Regions from separate parts of the Danio rerio genome. Here region 2 is linked to region 1. The links are chromatin contacts, called in public Hi-C maps. All regions are on one chromosome and are shown on one strand. The core of a region is the stretch at or near the end of the contact, and the rest is flanking DNA. Distances in the headings are between cores, read along the strand shown. Region 1 overlaps LOC141381234 (a long non-coding RNA gene). Region 2 has its middle 93 kb from the start of tnrc6c1.

Region 1 (6,051 bases), core at 210-2,709:
TTTAACAATATGTTATGTATTTATTTATTTATATTTGTTAATTTATTCAACATAATTTTTGTGCTATAGATGAATTGAATAAACTAAATTGGCTGCATGTGTGTGAATTAGAATGTATGGGTGTTTCCCTCTACTGGGTTGCAGCTGGAAGGGCATCCGCTACATTAAAAAAATGCTGGTATAGTTGGCGGTTCATTTCGCTGTGGCAACCACTGAAATAAAGACTAAGCCAAAAGTAACTGTATGAATGATTTATTGAATGAATGAATAAATTAATGAAGATTAGAATAATGAACTCATCTAACCCTTAAATTTTGTTGGATTTCATGGGGGAATAATACTAAAATAAATAGTAAAAAATTAAAAAGTGTCATATATTTAATTAATTATTTAACTACTACCAAACCTAGTAAGACTTCTGTACAAATCTGTCAAACGAAATTGTCGATACAAATTGTAAAACGAAACATTCTGAACATTGAAAATTGAGTTTTTTATAATTGAATATAATAAATATTTGGAAGTGAAATGTGTAGTCCAGTCCAAGAGTTGAAAACGCTGCCTATTAATAATCTAAACCTGAAATATCCCAAATGAGATCATTTAACTCAAAAATTTTGTTTGGTTGATGCAAATAAAATTTTTTGATTCAGTAGTGAATTAATATTTGGGTCCCTCTTAAATCAAGTGGCCTTAACTACATGTATTTACATTCAAAAATATACCTATTGTGTTCATAATGCTTTGCAGAACATTTCTGGGGTTATTGGTGGTAAGTTATAGGGACAGGTATGTGGATATGGGTAGGTTTAGGTATGGGTTAAAGTGTAATGGATGGTCAGCAGTGTATTATGTATGTAATAACAGAAATTAATTGCATTGCAAATACATGCATGTATTTAATCAAGCATAGTACAATGTAAAAACGTGTATTTACAAAATAAGTACATCGTAACAAATTATTAATTTCAGTGTAAGTAAATATTAGTTAAGGTCACTTAATATAAAGTGGGGCGAATATTTGTTACTTGAAAAAAGCTGAGTAATTTAATTGCTTTAACTTAAAACAAGCTTCCATGTTTAAGTAACTAGTAGAATTGCTGAAACATACATCTTTATTTGTTTTTCTCTCCTACAACTTTGTTCATTTCAAAATTTAAATCAAACACCCAGTGTGTCTGAGGTAACGTCAGGCATTTGGATCTACTTTTTATGTGTGCTTTATTTGTCCTTCAGTTTCAATGCACTTCAACCTGAGCACATTGCATTAAACCAGTTTGATTACATTTGAGATTAGAGTAAGGTGGGAGACATGAGCCTCATGTCTGGCTGTAAGAGTGAGTTATGCTGCAGTTAGCTGAGTGGGTTGGAAGCGTGTCGCATGGTGCGGAGACTATACTCCACTACTCTGTTTCTATGACCTTGGGGGTCACTGAGCGGAGGGATGCATTCATCACTGTGATGCTGGTGATGGGGGAAGGGGAAGGGGGGAGCTGTAGGCATGCAACGGTGGCATGCTCATTACTAACCAGCACCCAGTGCTCTGCTTTTTTGCTTCTGTTTCTATTTGAGCCCTCTGAGTGTAAGTGTAACCTTTGTTATTGGAGTTTTTATGGATTCTTTTATTTATTTACCACATTAATTCCTTATGCCCTATCAAACAATTTCTATTAAGAATATTTGAGATAACCTCTTATCAAATAAACCGAGGTTCACATGGGATTCAAAGATTGGGCAACAAAAAAATAAAGAATCTCTAAAAAAAAAAAAAAAAAAACTTTAAAGCAGTACCTCATTCAATTAAAAATGTATCTTTCATTTCAGTTTAAAATTATTTGTTTTATTTTTCAAGTAATATATTTTAAGTTCGAAACTAATATGAATAAAAAATATATATTTTATATATATAATATTTAAAAAATTAATTTAAATGTTTTTGATTAAGAGCTCAACTAAGTAATATTTTTTTGGACCAATGTAACATGTTAAGGTTACTTAGGCCAGTGAATGTGTATTAAACAGAAACTCAATATGCCCTGTACTTTCACAGACTTAAATATTAAGGCAAATGATTTATTTTTCATTGGCTTAGGTGATCAAATTTAGATGGGAAAACATTACCCTAATACCCTGGAAAAATCTAGCCTATTTCAGTGCTTTTCATTTTTTTATTCATTCATTTATTCATTCCACACACCACAGCGAAATGAACCACAAACTATTCCAGCATATACTGTATGTTTTAAGCAGCGGATGCCCTTCAAACCAGAACCCAGTAATGGGAAACAACCATACACTCTCACATCCACACACAAACTCATACACTAGGCCAGTTTAGTTTATTCAACTCACCTATACTATAGCGCATGTCTTTGAACTGTGGGGGAAACCGGAGCACGTAGAGGAAACCAACTTCAACATGGGGAAATCACTCAAATGCCTTGATTTTTAAAAAATAAACAAATAAACAAACAAAATAAAAAACAAACTAAAAAAATAAATAAATTCATTCATTCATTCATTCATTTTCTGGCGCTTTTCCAAGGCTGGGTCGCAGGAACCCACAGGAACCCACAGAGACTTCCCTCTCCCCAGACACTTCCTCCAGCTTCTCTGGGGGGATCCTGAGGCGTTCCAAGGCCAGCCAAGAGACATAGTCCCTTCAGCGTGTCCTGGGTCTTCCCCGAGGCCTTCTCCCGGTGGGACATGTCTGGAACACCTCCCTAGGTAGGCGTCCAGGAGGCATCTGAAACAGATGCCCAAGCCACCTCAGCTGACTTCTCTCGATGTGGAGGAGCAGCGGCTCTACTCCGAGCTCCTCCCGGGTGTCAGAGCTCCTCACCCTATCCATAAGAGTGCGCCCTGCCACCCTTCGAAGGAAACTCATTTTGGCCGATTGGATCCAAGATCTTGTCCTTTCGGTCATGATCCAAAGCTCATGACCATAGGTGAGATTAGGAACGTAGATTGACCAGTAAATCGAAAGCTTTGCCTTTCGGCTCAGCTCCTTCTTCACCACAACGGACTGGTACATCGACCGCATTACTGCTGCCGCGGCAAATAAATAAATGAATGAATGAATAAATAAATAAATAAAATATTGTTAATTGTTAATGCATGTGTTTGTTTTATTTAATAAATAATGTATTTTTTAGTCTGGTCACCTGAATTTAATTGGGGCTAACAAAAATCTAAGAAGTTCCTGCCAAAAAGGATACCACGGATTTTGAAATTTTGCAAGGCCTTTATGGTCTACATAATAATATGTGCAGAGGTCTTAAAACAAAGTCCTGTGGGAGTCCATTACACATTGTGTTATTGTATTTCTCTGAAAATTGAAAACAATCTGTTTTATGTCAAAAACAACACGCTTGACTTTTAAAAATCTAAAACTCAAAATAATCAATTTAATCTAAACAAATACAATTAACAGTGGTATTTCTAAACTGTATTATTACTATGTCATTGATTATGTAAAGGTGATCAGATATTCTGCATCCACTTAAGATTTAGATCAAAATTCATGTTATTAACAAACACTACTAGGTCAATAAACTACTAATTAGCTGTTTATTAATATTTAGTAAGATAGAATAAAGTAGGATTAGGGATGCAGAATAGGATACTTTATAACTACAAGTGAACAGTCCAAATCTTAATAATAGGTAATTAGCCAGTAGTTAATAGAATGAATTGTGACCTAATCTAACTGATTACTGATTATTCCACGAAAAGTTAACTGTGAGCATTATCATAAACATAAAATCAATACAGTAAATGGGGGAAAATGTGACAAATCTTTTAACATTGGTTTTTAAAATGATATGCATTTATTAAAAAAGCATTTCACAACTGTACCTTTTAGACTCTACTGTAAATCCCATGCCTTTTCTCTGCATTGCGGTACACATACTGTACAAACTGTCAATAATGTGTAATGAATAAGAAATGGCATGACCCCCTCCCCATTTTACAATATCAGACAGAGTATTGATCAGGAAGAGCTAAGGTCATGCTCTTTCTCAGTTTATCATCTGCTTCTCAAGATCTCATCCTCTGATGTGCAGTAGCCTACATTAAAAAAAAAAAAAACTAAATAATGACACAGTTAATTGTGAAGACAGAATGAGGAATTATTTAATCAAAATAAACAATTTTTTCCATCGCTGAGCAAAGACATGAAGCAATATTTTAAGTATGAGAGTGCGAAATGTGTTCAACGATTTCCTTTTCATTCTTGTTCTCTGCATGCTTGAAGAGTTGTTGCGGTTAGTCTTTGCTCTCTTTATAGTCTGTTTCCTGCCTGAAAGCTAGTGCTGATTTCAGTCAACATATTTTTATTGTACAATCGAGTCTCATGGAAACAGAGCATCCAAGCAACATGTATCTGAATAGAGATTCTCTTGATCATGTATGTGCCATAAACAAAGCATGACAGCTGTCACTACAGCTCATGTCAGTGCACGGGTGAGGTCTTTTTTCTCTATCGTGTGCTTTTGGCCAAGGCTCTCTGTCATTTTATTGACAAGTGTGACCGGGGGGTTTGCTTCTGTCATTCATTGTCATGGAGCAAATTTGATTTTGGTTAAAATGAACAGATTTGTTTTACTTGCTACTTTTGAGAAAACTAAATGCTAACTTAGGGCCCTAGAATTATCAGAGCATACATTAGGCCTGATCACTTATTTCCCTGCAGGGAAACATTAAAAATATACAGTGTACATTGAGTATTAAATGTATAATAGCATAATATTTGAATACTGTGTTAAGTGATTCAATATTCAGTCATGCATTACCTCAAAATAAACAGGGAAATCTACTTAATAAATATGCTGAAATTAAAAATAGATTTCATTACTTTATTGAATATTATCTTAAGATTCAGCTAAGAAAACAAGTCTGTTGCAATTATTGCTGCAGCAATATTACAGTTACACAGAAGATACTCAAGTCTTTAACCCAAGGACATTTCACTGCAGTTGATAACAGATGCCACTTGGCACCAGATGCAATTAAAAATGAGCACACAAGGTGGTGGATTTTGATTTGGACAATGTAACTAATTTATGCCATTGCAGTTTGTAACTTTTAAGGACATGATTTGTACCATGGGAAACCAAAATGTACCTCTGGTTTTTAAAACCTGCAGATGCAATATTGTACCTTCATCAAAAGTACAAATCTGATCCATGAAGGTACCTCTACAGTGACAGGAAACTTTATACCCTAACCCCTTCATGAACTATTAAAGGCATTCTGCTATATTTAAAATGCGACAATTTCATTCATTCATTTTCTTTTCAGCTTAATCCCTTTATTAACCTGGGGTCGCTACAGCGGAATGAACCACCAACATATCCAACACATGGTATATGCAGTGGATGCCCTACCAGCTGCAACCCATCACTGGGAAACATCCATACACACTCATTCACACACATACACCACAGACAATTTAGCCTACCCAATGCGTCAATTTATTTTCAGTAAATATAAAACATTGAATAAATTTTTAAACAATGTTTTTTGAAAAGAGTTTCTTTTTTGTGTAAACACACCTTTTCCATTTACAATAAAGAGTAAAAAATACTTCAACATAAATCAAAAAATATGTTTTTGCTAAACATTTCACACTTTTCACAAACATGTTGCAGAAATACATTCTCCCAACAATATAAAACATTTCTCCAATTTTCACACAATACTTTTGTAATACAAGGTCATTTGATTTACTTAATTTTAAAACAGAAATCGAATTATGCAAAAGTATTGTAACAAGATATGCACAAGGTTTGATTAGTTTTACAATACTGTTCATGTCTCCATGAACAGTTTGCATATGCAGGACTTTTTTCAGTCACATGCGTAGAGGAAAGCAAATGCTCACCTTAGAATTATAAGGTTCTATCTGACATTTTTGTCAAAATTGAGTTTTTAAGATATTCTTATTAAACGACAACTTATTAACATTATGGGATGTTTTTCAAGTTGTTTACATTTTAAGACTTTTTATTTTATAAAACAAATGTTACACACATACTGTTTGCTATG
Region 2 (5,623 bases), core at 2,353-4,852, 80 kb before region 1:
GTATGATATGATCTCTGTCTTTATGTGATAGGCCTCATCGGTGTCAGAAGCAGGAAATGTAAATGAAGGAGGGATGATGAATAGATGAGTATAAAGTCTCGGCTCTGTCCTTTGACTGCTCTGACAGCCAGTGTTCATCTGTCCTGTGCCACAGCCACTCCATTAGAGGAAATGAAAGCCCTTAGCTGGACTGAGCCACAATTACAGGCACAATTACTTCCTCTACAAATCGCCCCAGATCCCTATGCCTGATTATCAAATTAGAGCTATTAATAAGCTTCCCGCTGTGTCTGCGTGTGCAATAGGGAGAGTGCTTTCTCTCTGCCAAGAATACACATTAACATACATCCTAGCTCTCGCAAAAATATGTGAAGAGCGCTATAGGCACTGCAATTGTGGAGAAACCTGGTTATGAGCTTTTAAACACTTTGTGACATTACTTAAACTTTGTGCTGCATTTTATGGAGCTCAACGGTCTTATTCTTTAAAAAGGAATAATTTTTCTAACATTAACTAAACTAAACTTTAACTTAGCCTAAGGCTGGGTCAAATAGACACTGGAAAAAACTTTCATCCAATTAAAAAAAAAAAGGGTAATGGGTCACATCTAAATTTTAGAACTTGACCCAATGAAACATAAATAATTTGCCTTAAACAGTATTTTTTTTTATCTCCATGAGAACAATTTTATATAACCTGGTACAAAGCATATTTGTCTTGTTAAGGAAAGTCAATTAATTTAAATTCTCTTTATGTTCTAAGCAAGAAGATATAGCTTTAATCAAAATAAAAATTCACACAAAATGTTCATTCATCCAATAAAAAAAAAGTTAGGGTAATGGTTTTACATCTACATTTAATCACTTGAGCCAACTAAAAATCAAAAATTTGCCCTAAACAGTATTTTTTTTTTAAGTTTATGAAAGTACTATGCATATTGAGCTTCTGTTTAATATGCATGCACTGACTAACCTTACAATTTTACATTGTTCAAAACAATATTTCTTAGCTCATCTCTTAATCAAAAACATTTATATTTAACTTTAAATATATTACTTGAAAAATACAACAAATAATATTAAACTGAAATGAAAGATACATTTTTAATTGGATGAAGTACTGCTTGATTTTTTTAGACTAACCTAATTTAATTTATTTATGAAAATAATGAATTTTTCTAAATTATTTTTTTTAATTCAATTTACTTTTCAATTTACAATTTATTCAATGTAGTTTTTTAAGCATATTGTGAGGACTGTGTTTTGTAATCGATTGTATGATTTTGTTGCATAATGAAATCTGTTTGCATTAATTCAACTTAATTCTTTTTAAACACTCTTTAAACACATTAACAGCTGAATTTTTGAAGAAAATCTAAATTATCTGGTTTCCCGAAAACATCTTTAACTTCACCCACTCCTACGAACATAAGCAACTGTTAATGCTATCAAAATACATTGCTATTTGTTTACAGTAAATAAAAACTGGGCTATTTCAAACTAGCTTTATGGTAAAATGTGGATAAACACAACTGTTCTGTTAAACTGATATGAAAAAATGTATGGTTACTGTAAAATATTCTACAGATACAGCCAACAACTGTTTTTAAGTCTCAATGGGAAAATATTTCTGGAGCTAGAGCTTCTGGGCATTCGTGCATGGTTAAGGACATTAGATGTGGGAATTGATGCTTCAATTTTTAACAATACCCATCAAAAAATATAAAAAGAAGTTTTTTTAATAACTTTTTTTTAGCAAACTGGGGCCGTATTAATTTTTTTTTTTTTTGTGTGTCTTCACATATAGTGAATTGCATTGTATCGTAACTGGGTAGGCTAAATTGTCCATTGTGTATGTGTGTGAATGAGTGTGTATGGGTTGCGGCTGGAAGGGCATCCGCTGCGTAAAACATGTGCTGGATAAGTTGACGGTTCATTCCGCTGTGGCGACTCCAGAATAATAAAGAGACTAAGCCGAAAAGAAAAAGAATGAATGAATGATGCACTAAACAGCCATATTAGATTTTGAATTTAGAATTGGTTTCTCCTTGTTTCAGACTTAATTCCCAGAGGATCATTTCATTAATAAGTTCTTTCTGGGAACTCATGGGAACTTCCACGTCTTTGTAAAGTTATGATATTTTCCATATATTTTTAGTTGGGTAAAAAAAAAAAACTGAGAAAAATGTACTGTTGAAATTCTAAATGTATCAAATTGTAGACATGTTTTAGTTCCATTTGTTAATATACATTTAAAAGAATTTCATCCACTCAACAAAAAAAAAGCTCGTTGGATGAACTCAATTTAATTGAGGGCAGGACTTCCATCCTATAAATTTGTTTGACACCAACTACTGTAAAATAAAATAAAATAAAAACTATTTAGATAATTATATGCAATTGAGTTGGTCCAACATGATTTCATCAAGTAAATGTTTAAATAAATTAACATTTTTCTTTAACTTAAACTCAAAGATCTGATAATATCAAGTATGTCTGTTACTGTATGTTGTACATTTCATAGTCTCTTTGAATTGATGATTGTTTTATTTGATGTTATGCTAAATAAACAAACAAAAAAAAGCCATTTTAAGCATATTTCATGAGTAACATATACTGTTGATATACTGATCTCAGAACTAATTTTAGGACAGTTATTGCTCACTGAGCTATGCAGCAAACTACATTCTTGCTAATTAGGCTGCCAACACCCAACACATGGGTGCTTCTGTAAGGTGGTCATCTCAAAACTCAAAGAAAATCTTCTAAATCTTTAAACTAAAGTGAAGATTAAACTCTAACAAGTCTTTCTATTAACTTTAAACACCTAAGATTAATTGTTAATTATTGTCAATTATTAAATATTGTCAACATTTCCCTCTCTTAATTCAATCCCAAGCAAAGCATGCTGGAAACTACAAATCCTCTAACAATTCCTTCATGTTGTCCCAACACAAAACTCTTAAGTTTACATAATGGTTTACAAATTTAAGTAGTCTGAATATAAACCAAATAAACTGGCTAACGAAATTACAAAAATGTTGTTGTTTCAGCTCATTTTAAACAGGCTGTTTGAACAAGTAGCAGTAATCTTTATTTATTTATTTATTTATTTATTTATTTATTTAATGTATAAGTATACAAAAATGTGCTCTCTGGATTAAAATGGCTCAGTCAGAAAAAAAAGTAATCTATTTTTGTTCTTCTTATTTATTATTGAAGCATGAGCTGTAATAAACATACTAAATGTGGCTCCTTTCAGCTAAAACAGAAAGACTTTTTGAATGTGCCTCAGAAAAAATGAAAAAAGACTTGGCAAAGGAGGGCAAGACTGAAAATGCTAAATGAAATCTGATATTACGGCAATACATTGGCTGGATTCAGGCCTTGATGCAGGAGGAACTCTCCATATCTCTAAATCAGAGGCTGTATATTGAAAGTGTCACCTAATTGAAAGTGATTTAGAGCCCTGCATTGGCTGGCAGTGCACATATAAATTCACCCCTGACAGCCACTCGAAAGTCGCCCGTATCAACATTATGAAGCATTTGCATGGCAGAACCTTGGAGATTATGCACCATGCAAATGATGTAGCTCTCTGGATGAGGTGATTTGAGTTCTCCCCGCACCCGTCCTCGCCCTCACACCCCAGGGGATTGGAGCTCCGCCTTTGTTCGCATATTCATTTTTTCCCCCCTTGTTTTGCATGTGCCTGGTTTTATATGCTCGCCTGCTTGGGCATCTAAAGGCATCAGCGCTCACAGGCTCCTGGGACACAGAAAGCCATTTTTCATTTAAGACGCGTGGCAGCCCAGCACTCCGCCCAACCCCCATTGTACCTTTTAATAATGCCCTCTTGGAAATTTCGATATTTTTTTTTCTCATATCCGAGTGGTTTTGTGGAAGGTGCTTTAACAATGGCTGAAAAGATGAATCGTGAGATAATTCTATGAAATAGCGCCTTTATCTAGTGCCATTATTCTTCATTTTATCATCTGAAAACTGTAATGAAAGCAGATCATTTTCTGATATTTTCTTTTTTTACGTACAGTGTCCTAAAATGTGTGGATGCTTTTGGAGATGAAAATCACTCTAGAAAAGTGTGGATTTTAGTAGATTAGGTGCAAAATAATAATAATAATAATAATAATTATTATTATTATTATTATTATTATTATTATTATTATTATAACAATAGCTTACATTTATATAGAGCTTTTCTAGACACTCAAAGCACTAAATACATTTTTTGGGGGAATCTCCTCTTCCACCACCAGTGCGCAACATCCACTTTGATGACACGACAGCAGCCATATTGCTCCAGACCCCACACCTAACACCAGCTGATTGGTGGAGAGGAGACAGAGTGATCAAGCCATTTATGATATGGGGATGGTTAGGAGGCTATGATGGAAAGAGGCTAGTGGGCAAATTTGGCAAAGATGTCAGGTTTAAACCCCTACTCTTTTTTTTGAAGGACATCCTGGAATTTTTAATGACCACAGAGAGTTAGTATATTGATAGGGCCTCTATACTGCTCAGTGAGCGACGTCTTTCGGATGAGACTTCGGTTTAATGTCTCATTCGAAAGACAACGCTCACTGAGCAGTATAGAGTCCCCATCAATATACTGAGGCTTTAGGATCCACACAGACCACAGGTTGGCCGCTCCACGACTTCCCGCAACAACCTAGCTTTTATATATGGTCTCCCATCCAGGTACTGACCAGGCGCAGCCCTGCTAAGCTTCAGTGGGTGACCATGTGAGAGTTGCAGAGAGCTAGCTGCCGGCAAATGTAGTTTCCAGTTTTTTTTTTTTTTTTTTTTGTTATTCAAAACATCACAATAAACTGTAATGCAGAAGAAATTACATTACATCAGACCCACAAACATAAAAAGCATCATACACTATAAAAACCTAACATAATAAATAAGCTTTTATAATTTCATTAATATGTAAAAGTATAGTTATATAAAATATAACTCAACTTAAAAAAACACAGAAGAGAATAAATTAATACTTAAATAACAATTGCACAGTTTGTTATAATAGCTATGATATTAACAATTAGTTCTAGTTTAAGTGCTTATTGATTTATATATTATTACATACTAGCTATCAATAGTATTTAAGATACGGTGTTATTCAAAAGTCTTAGAATGACTGGATAAAAACTATCATGAAACCGCACTGATTTGCTCATCAGGCTTCTGTAACGCCTGCCGGATGGCATGAGCAAGGGCCAGGGTGGGTTGGATCTCTTAAAGCAGGGGTCACCAAACTTGTTCCTGGAGGGCCAGTGTTCTGCAGATTTTAGCTTTAACCCTTATCAAACACACCTGAACATGTTAATCAAGGTCTTACTAGGTATACTTGAAGTATACATGCAGGTGTGTTGAGGCAAGTTGTAGCTAAACCCTGCAGGGACACCAGCACCCTGAAGGGAAAACCCTTGAGTACTTTTTTGAGGTTTTAACAGATTTGTGTGTGTTGGGCATCAGTTAAGACAATGTTAGCACCAGTTAGTTGTAATTGTGGAGAAAACTGGATGATTTGTAGCTTTTGTCAGCTAATATTTAGCTTCCGGGTTTAAAATGATTTTTGGGGCAGGATCAAAATCGGC

The links. A called contact is a pair of places that touch in the nucleus more often than the background predicts.
Region 2: a contact with region 1 is called in a Hi-C map of embryo, with 2.2 times the contacts expected there. The contact joins two enhancer-like sites. A contact is called at or near these places in 2 of 18 Hi-C or Micro-C datasets (both in embryo) and 1 of 4 datasets of contacts at active chromatin or transcription factors (gastrula embryo).

The regions. Positions count from the first base shown.
Region 1 is chr3:33,199,294-33,205,344 of GRCz12tu, reverse strand. LOC141381234 (a long non-coding RNA gene) reads left to right here. Exons shown (of 4, transcript XR_012401098.1): 4 at 5,305-6,051. Among named protein-coding and RNA genes, the nearest start is that of tnrc6c1, 10 kb to the right of the region's middle. Within about 2 kb of position 1,459, at least 16 of the 62 cell types and tissues checked have an H3K27ac peak or open chromatin away from gene starts, as enhancers often do.
Region 2 is chr3:33,281,895-33,287,517 of GRCz12tu, reverse strand. No RefSeq gene overlaps it. Among named protein-coding and RNA genes, the nearest start is that of tnrc6c1, 93 kb to the right of the region's middle. Within about 2 kb of position 3,602, at least 4 of the 62 cell types and tissues checked have an H3K27ac peak or open chromatin away from gene starts, as enhancers often do.